3 separate regions of the Mus musculus genome follow, and regions 2 and 3 are each linked to region 1. A link is a contact called in public promoter capture Hi-C data. All regions are on one chromosome and are shown on one strand. The core of a region is the stretch at or near the end of the contact, and the rest is flanking DNA. Distances in the headings are between cores, read along the strand shown. Region 1 holds the start of Pml (promyelocytic leukemia). Region 2 holds the start of Bbs4 (Bardet-Biedl syndrome 4 (human)). Region 3 holds the start of Neil1 (nei endonuclease VIII-like 1 (E. coli)).

Region 1 (2,737 bases), core at 149-2,648:
AATCCTTAGCTATATAATGCTAATAATAAAAAGTTAGGGCAATGTGACCTTATTTGTGTTTTTTGTGAAGGGAAAAATGAGTGAAGAATAATGGGATGGAGGTAGTTCCTTCCAGGGTGAGTATGGAAGGTTGAGGCAATACTCCCAGGAAGGCCATGAACTAGGCTTCCTTAGGAAAATGAGCTTGGTGGCGCATACATTAATCCCAGAGCTCAGAAGGCAGGCAGGTGGTTTCTATGAATTTGAGACCAGCCTGGCTTACAAAGCAAGCTCCAGCCCGGCCAAGGCTACAGAGTGAGACCCTGTGTTCCAAAAGATAAAATAAAATAAATCCCTAAACCTCATACACATAAAATAAATTGATGAAAATCAAAAGAGAAAGCAGCTGTGTGAATCCTGTTGGTCTTAGCAGGCACTTTGGTCTGAGCCAGGTTCTGTCTGTTTGTTTGTTTTGTTTTGAAACAGGTCTTGCTGTGATGCCCTCAGCGGTCTTGAACTCTCTTTGTGGCCTAGGCTGGCCTGGAACTTGTCATCCTCCCTCCAGCCCTACCATCCCAAGCACTATTGCTCCTGGGATGTGCAACCACAGCTGAAAAACGGGAAGTGTTGGTGTGGGGGTCAGGGAGGGCGACTATAGTTTTGCCAAGTCTGGGACATGCCTTTAGCTCCAGGCCAGAGCAAATAAGACTCCTGGCCAGGCCTTCCACAGGACTATAGTCTTTCATCTGAGGTAGGCGCTTCAGGCAAGGCTTCAGGGAGTAGGAGTTACAATCCAACTATCCCCAGTTACAATCCAACTCATCCCGGTTTTTTTTTTTTTTTTTTTAGACAGGGTTTCTCTGTGTAGCCCTGGCTGTCCTGGAACTCACTCTGTAGAGACCAGGCTGGCCTTGAACTCAGAAATCCACCTGCCTCTGCCTCCCAAGTGTTGGGATTAGAGGTGTGCCCCACACCGCCGGGCCCCTGTTCCTATTTTACTCTAGGCTATCAGTTCTACCTCTGCCCAGCCAGGAGGGTCAGGACCTTGGTGTCTCTTTAGGACACTAACCCATTAACTTACTTCTCTATAACGACCTTCTTCATCCTCAACTCCTCGACCAAAGTAAACGAATAAAAAAACCTAATAGCCCTACACCTTCTAACCCAGTAGTACCTCTGCAGGGCTTTGGCTGTGTTCATAGTCTTCGGAGGGTTCCTCTGGGGGAGGCATGGTGGGCGTGGGGGTCAGGGCAGAGTCCTGTTGTCGACAGGGAGATCCAGGGGGTGCAGGTACCTTCTGCACGGAAACTGGTTCAGTTTCCATTTCTTGATTAGGTCTGTGAAGGCGGGAAATGGGTCTCAGATCTGAGCCAGAAAACTGAGCGAGAGATTGCCCGAGGAGAGCCCGCCTCCCGAGAGGAAGTGAGACAGGGCTGGGCGGGTCTAGGGGCGGAGAGGCTGGTTCTATAATCTCCCTTCCAAAGTTAAGAGAAAGACTAGGGAGCTATGGAAGTAACTCTGGTAGAGTCAGAAAGGTTAACCAAACAAGCAAGTAAACAAGCCCGGCATGCGGGCATGGCTCATTAGCAGAACAAGGAAAGATCCGGCCACGTACGCAGCATGCACACCAGGAGAGAAACAGAGCTGACAGGCTTTTCCCTGTCTGTGAGCTATTGGACTCATTCCACAGCTATATGTCTTTCTAGTTAAAAGCCAGGTAGAGAAATAAACTCCTCTTTGAGAGAGCCTCCCAAGTGCACCCTAGTGGAGACTTCGACTCAGTACTGGGATGGGTTTGCCTGGAAAGGCATCCCTCAGCTGAGAATGGAGCATGAGATAGAAAATGACCAGGAATTCAGAGCTGCTCAGACATTTTAAAGAGAGACAAACACTTGGAAAGGAGTGGAGGTCTGAAACAGGAGAGCCAGTTTGGGAAGTAGTCAGGGCCATTTTCAGATTTAAGATGGGGCTCCTGCGAAGTGATACCAGAGAAGATGAGATGAATCATACGGTGAGAAATGGACCGATTCTACATATGATCTGAGAGTTGGTGAAGGGTTTCTTACAGCGTGTCAGCTGCGTCTCTTGAATGACCTTGAGGCAGGTGGCCTATGAGAAGTAACTGTGGGACACAGAGTTAGTTCTGAGTCAGTGGAAGGACCGTGGTGACAGAACAGCGTTGAATGGGTCTGATGACTGTGCATCGTACAGAGGTAGACAACAGGGAGGCAAGGGGAGAGCTGGCCAGCAGTGGTGAAGAAAACAAGAGATACAAAGTTAGCTTTTTGACCAAGAAAAAGCAATCCAGAAACTAGTGGGTGAGGAAAACACACACCTGCTGACACTCTCATTGGCCAGTGCCTTTGGCTTCTAACTTCAGTCTGTTCCCACCCACTTTTCTGGCCCCTATGTGCCTATTCTCTGTTCCTATGTGAAACTGATTAAAAGGGATGGTAACAGGTTCCTGCTTTTGTAAACTTAGAGTTGTGGTGAGATGGGTTCTAAAGGGAGACCCAACATCCTGGAGACTGTGGAGGCCATACATCTAAGCTGACCAGTATCCCTTGGCCTTTAAAATTAGCCCATCAAGGGCTGGAGAGATGGCTCAGCGGTTAAGAGCACTGACTGTTCTTCCTGAGGTCCTGAGTTCAATTCCCAGCAGCCACATGGTGGCTCACAAGCATCTGTAATAGAATCTGATTCCCTCTTCTGGTGTGTCTGAAAACAGCTACAGTGTACTCATATAAATATTTTGAGT
Region 2 (2,737 bases), core at 74-2,573, 1.1 Mb after region 1:
TTTGTGAAGAGATTCCTAGACTCCAGGAGTATGCATGTATTATTTAGACATGAAAAAGAATAAGGTGTAATCTGTAGTACTGTGGAAAAATTATGCTAAGTAAAATATGCCTGGCAGAGAAAGCCAAAGCATGTTCTCACTCCTATGTGGAAACTAAAAAAGCTGATCTCAACGGGGTAGCACACACCTTTAATCCCAGGCAGCCTAGTCTACTCTCTAGTTCTAGGTCAGTTGGGGATACACAAATAAACCCTATCTTTACAAAAAGGAACAAACAAAGTTGATTTCATGGAAATAGAGAGTAGAACAAGAGGTCACCAAAAGTTAGGAAAGGGAAAAGATGGAGAGAAACATTCAATAATATTCAATAACAGGAGCCAAATACCAACAGACAGAAGCAAATGCTTATGTGGGGGCTACTGTTTGCAACAGTTTATATGCTGAGATGGAAATGGTAATGACCCTGACTTGACCATCACACACAGTACACTTTGTACCGACGTATCATCACACTGTACCTCATAAACATACAACTATAAGTCAATCCAAAAAAAAGGAGCTAGGAGTGATGACGCACTCCTGTAAATCCCAGAAGTCAGGGGATTAAAGGTGGCTAATCCGTAGCCAACATGAACTACAGGTGCAAATACCATGTACATACAAGACTGTCACAAACAAGCAAGGTCATGAGTGATGCAAAAAGCCAGTTACTTCTGGGTCAGCCTGAATTCACAGAGGCTGTTGTAGAATTAACTAACGATTTAAACCAGCTGAGTTCTGAAACAGGGCTTTTCCGAAATCTAATCGCAGCTGGGAAAACAAGCCAGTCGCAGTGAGAGGGCAGGGGCGCTGAATGGTTCCAGGCTTCATCCAATTAAATTACCAATCTATGGGATATCAAAAACTGCCTAATGAAGGTGCAGTAACCCCCACCTCACGCCCACCCTCAAATCCTAAGAGTAGGAAAAACACCATTTCCAAAAAACCTCTCTTCTCTGCCCAATCCCAAAACAGACGAAGCGCTGCACACAGGTCAGCATTCGCCAAACGCCCAGCCAGGCGGGGAGCTGGACCGCGCCGCCTCCCGGAGGGACTACTTGGCGTACGCCCCGGCCCCGCCACCCCAGCCCCGCTGGCCGCCCCGGCCTGGCCCCGCCTGGCCCGGCCCCGCCACGACGCTCCGCCCTGAGGCCGCCGCTAAGCCTCCGAGAATCTCCCCGCTTACCATCCCAAGCTTCACTTCAGCCATCTTGGCTCCGCCCACCGCTTCGCGACCGGAAGCCGACCGTTTCCCGGGCGACCAGCTGAGCAGGAAGTCAAAGCCAGGGAAGGAAGGAGGAACCTGAGCCCCTAAGGAGTTGTGAGTGGAAGGTCAGGCTGTGAGGTCAGTGAGTTCCAGGGTCTCAGCCACAGATGGATGGCTTAGCTCGGAAGGAATAGGTGAGGGGACTCGCAGCCAGAGCTTAGATAGCTCTGCACCGGGCTGGACGAATTTAGAGTGGAGCGTGTCAGTTAGATAGTAGACAACGAAGTTTATAACTTATGTTTCCAAGAGATTTGGTCTAAGCCTTACATTGGCAACAAAGTTTTTCAATGACATTTTGTGAGGAAAATATGCTTTCATCGCCAGTGGAAACAAATTGGTCAAGCTTCCAATAAGAGCAGCTTAGCCACAACTACCAAAATTAAAAATGCTTATAACCTTAACCCAACTGTTTCAATTATAGGAATTTATTCTATACATATAGACATAAGACATGGCTTTACATACAGAGGTATCCGATGTATCATTGTTTGGAATAACCAACACCCAAAAAAACAACCTAAATACCCAACAGTAGAAATCAAATAAATGATAAGTTCATATTGTGTGGCATCTGAAAAGAGACAACTATTTACATGGTAAGAGAATTGCCAAGGTATTCTATTATCAGATAAGGACAATGTGCAAGAAATGCATACAGTGTCTATGTTAATAAGAAGAAAGCAAAACTAAGAATATTATGTACATAATTCTTTATTAGAAAATATTTCAACTTGGGCGTGATGGTGCATGCCTTTAATCCCAGCACTCGGGAGGCAGAGGCAGGTGGATTTCTGAGTTCGAGGCCAGCCTGGTCTACAAAGTGAGTTCCAGGACAGTCAAGGCTATACAGAGAAACCCTGTCTCAAAAAAGAAAAAAAAGAAAGAAAATATTTCTAGGATATTTAAATACTAAAAGTGGTTCTCTCTAGGGAAGAGAACTGTATAGCAGGCAAGCAAAGAGCAGAGGTAGGCTGTTTAGAACTGTAATTTTACTCTACATGGACATACTTGTTTGTTTGTTTGTTTGTTTGTTTGTTTTCGAGACTGGGTTTCTCTGTGTAGCCCTGGCTGTCCTGGAACTCACACTGTAGACCAGGCTGGCCTCGAACTCAGAAATCCGCCTGCCAATGCCTGCTCTTTGGAAGGCAGAGGCAAATGGATCTTTGTGAGTCTGAGACCAGCCTGATCTACACAAAGTTCCAGGAAGGACAGTCAGGACTATGTAACAAGACCTTTTCTCAAAACGTTTAAAATAAAATAAAATGGATGCCAAAAAATGATAATCTAAGAGAGACTACTTTCCTTAGAAAAAAGAGATGGCACAAGAAATGGAAAACCAGGTAGGTGGAGGCACACACCAGCATTTGAGAGGCTGCAGACAGATCAGACTTTCATAAACAGTATTAGTAACATAGTGAGTTCCAGGTTAGC
Region 3 (2,737 bases), core at 95-2,594, 1.1 Mb before region 1:
CCACCAAATACCAGCCCCTTACATGTCTCATTCACAAAGTGGCTGGCCAGGTGCAGCTCTGGGCCCTCTGGCATTCTGAAGGAGGAATGGCTGGGCCCTGTAGTAGGAAGAGGACAACAGGTCGTGCCAGAAATGTCTTGTTCAGTAGGAATTATTACCAAGTTTGTACAGAGGAAAAGTCAGAGACACAGAGAGGCATAGCGCCATATAGGATAGGCAAAGAAATGGTGGCCTGGCCACCCATCCAAGGTACTGGGTACCAGGAAGCTGAAGCTGGGAGGCACATGGCTGTCTTGCTCACTGGTGCTTTCCTTCCATGGCCTCCACACCTCGCTTTAGAATACAGTTCAGATTCTTGCTGGAGCCTATTACCTTGTGTCCCCCAATCCCTCCTACCCACTTACAAACCTGTTCCTCCCCAACTCCTGGCCTTTGCCCCTGCTGCCTCCCATCCCACACACAGTAGGAAGTTTGAAGGAGGCCTTCTCTCTCCCTAATCCACATCTTAACTTAGGAGCTCCCAAAGTTCAAAGCTACTCAGCATCTGTTCTAGCACCTCACGGCACCCAAGGCAAAGCTCGGGTCACTCATCCACTACAGCTCAATCAGGCCCTGAATCTGTCTACATCCATGGAGGTAGAAACTCAAATGTGCGCTGGACCAATGGGATTGACCTAGCCTGCCATGGTCACCCAGGCAGAAGAGAGAGGCTTTCTCCCGGCTGCCTTCTTGTCAGGACAGGAGGCAGAAGTAGGAGAAGGGTAAGCTCCAATCTGTGCACAGCCCTGTTCTCATGGATCCCTGGGGTGCCAGGAAGGACAGGGCTCTCGTTCTTTGTCCTCACCACCCTCCTCTATCCCTCACCTCGCGCTTTGCTACTAGCAAGATCTGAGGAGAAGGTAGGTAGGGAAGACGGGCGGTTTTAAAGTAGACGCGTTGGGGGCTTGGCACCAAAAAGGGTTCGGTTTGCGGAAAACCTTCAGAGTCCTAGTTTTGCGAGGTGTGAGATAGCGCACACACCCAACAAAATTTTGGTTTCTCTGTCTTTCCCGGGCTCCCAGATCCTTTAGATCTTCACCTTTACTGAGACCCCGAATCGCCCCCATTAAAGTTGAATGAATACCTGCTCTGGTTACTGCTCAACCTGAGGCAGCAGCCAGTAAGGGGTTAATCCCAGCAGTCTGCCGAACTTCAGAGCACGCTGGGAAAGGCTAGAGACACTCTGGTACCTGCTGGGAAATGTAGTTTTCTCAGGCAGGCGGCGCAGTATGGAATGGAGTTCCTTATTTATGAGAATCCCGGGTGTTGGGCAAGCTTTGGAGCAGTCGCGTAACCCGGAGGTGACGAAAGAACTGTGAGCAGAGCCTTGTTCCGAACTGGTGCCCGGAGTCGCAGCTGCGTCTGCAGTTGAAGTCACCAGTTAGCCTGGCCAGGATTGACGCCAGCAGCCGGAAACGGCGCTGTGTAGAGCCACAAGCAGCTGTATGCGAGGCATACACAGGTGCAAGATAAACAATCCCTGGGGACCCAAGATGGCCGTGTCAATGAGCAGTCAGATGTAACATATAAACAACTTTATCACGGCCTGCGGGAGCTAGGGGGCCGAGAGGGGGGAGTGCATCCGGCAATACCACAGGGGCTTATATCTGGGGCAGCACTAGGTAAAGTCAGGAGTTAGGCACAAAAGCTTGGTTTGACTGTCACAACCTCAGGCAAAAAAAAAAAAAAAAAAAGTGTCGGCAAGATACCTTTTGCCAGGCACAAGGGATCGATTCAAAGTTCAGGAACAGAAGCTGAGGAAGGCCTGTGTGGCTGCCGCAGGGGTGAGTGGTGATGGGTAGGCTAGGGGAGAACAAGAGGAGAGAAACATTGGTGAGGCTAAGCCTCAAACGTCCCTGGGAGATGGAAGCAGCATTATTAAAACGTATAAAAGAGAAAGAAAGCCTCTGCAGGTGCGTTGTGCTGACCAACAGCGGAGACTCACCCTTTTACACACTTATTTCTCTTGTTCCTCCAGTCACCCATTTACTCATTTCTTATATTTTTTAGGAGAGGACGGTTAAAGAGAGGGTCTTGCTATGTATTCCTCATTGTCCTGGGCCTCAGACTGGTTCCCAGCTTCCCCTGATCTTCTCTTCAGCCTCCTCAGTAAGAACTGGGATGATAGGAAAGGGCCACTGTCGTGGTTTGAATGAGAATGGCCTCCACAGGCTTCCCGTCTCATCAGGCGGCTGTACTCACGTGTTCAAGCATGAACTAGCAAGCTCGCACACACATGGGGTGGGGAGGGAGATGATAAAAATGTCTTAAGAAACACAGCGTGTGGAATATAAGCAGAGTGGAATATTATACACTGCCTGCCACAGGTAGCAGCATAGGTGATTTTGAGGATATTATGCTAGGTGGTAGGTAGGTCAGTTACAGAAGGACAAACACTGAGATTCCATTTATGTGAGAAGTCCACATTAATCAGACACACAGAGTGAGGAGAAAGATTGTTGAAGATGGGGTAGGGGAGGAGAGGTTGATAGTAGGAATAAAGTTCCAGTTGCCTAAGATGAGCAAGTGCAGCATGCGGTCTGTAGCTAACACTGTTGTACAGCAAACTCTCTGTTGGATTCTTTTTTATTGTCGTTGTGCTGTGTATATGATGTGTGTGTGTGTGTGGGAGGTATTCATGTACCACAGTGCACATGCGGAAGTCGGAGTCAGGTCTCTCTGGCCAGTTGAAGCAGGC

The links. Promoter capture Hi-C pulls out the DNA fragments that hold promoters and counts their contacts. Capture Hi-C pulls out chosen DNA fragments and counts their contacts.
Region 2: a contact with region 1 is called in a promoter capture Hi-C map of the C10 cell line, with 2.2 times the contacts expected there. The contact joins the promoter of Bbs4 here to the promoter of Pml in region 1. A contact is called at or near these places in 3 of 39 promoter capture datasets (the C10 cell line and liver).
Region 3: a contact with region 1 is called in a promoter capture Hi-C map of liver, with 2.2 times the contacts expected there. The contact joins the promoter of Neil1 here to the promoter of Pml in region 1. A contact is called at or near these places in 3 of 39 promoter capture datasets (the C10 cell line, erythroid cells and pre-B cells) and 1 of 9 other capture datasets (liver).

What each region holds. Positions count from the first base shown.
Region 1 is chr9:58,248,388-58,251,124 of GRCm38.p6, forward strand. It overlaps Pml (promyelocytic leukemia), which reads right to left and starts at 1,399. Exons shown (of 9, transcript NM_178087.4): 1 at 1,154-1,399. The coding sequence starts at 1,303.
Region 2 is chr9:59,352,185-59,354,921 of GRCm38.p6, forward strand. Bbs4 (Bardet-Biedl syndrome 4 (human)) reads right to left here and starts at 1,324. Exons shown (of 16, transcript NM_175325.3): 1 at 1,226-1,324. The coding sequence starts at 1,249.
Region 3 is chr9:57,146,961-57,149,697 of GRCm38.p6, forward strand. Neil1 (nei endonuclease VIII-like 1 (E. coli)) reads right to left here and starts at 1,345. Exons shown (of 10, transcript NM_028347.3): 1 at 1,124-1,345; 2 at 1-97. The coding sequence starts at 74.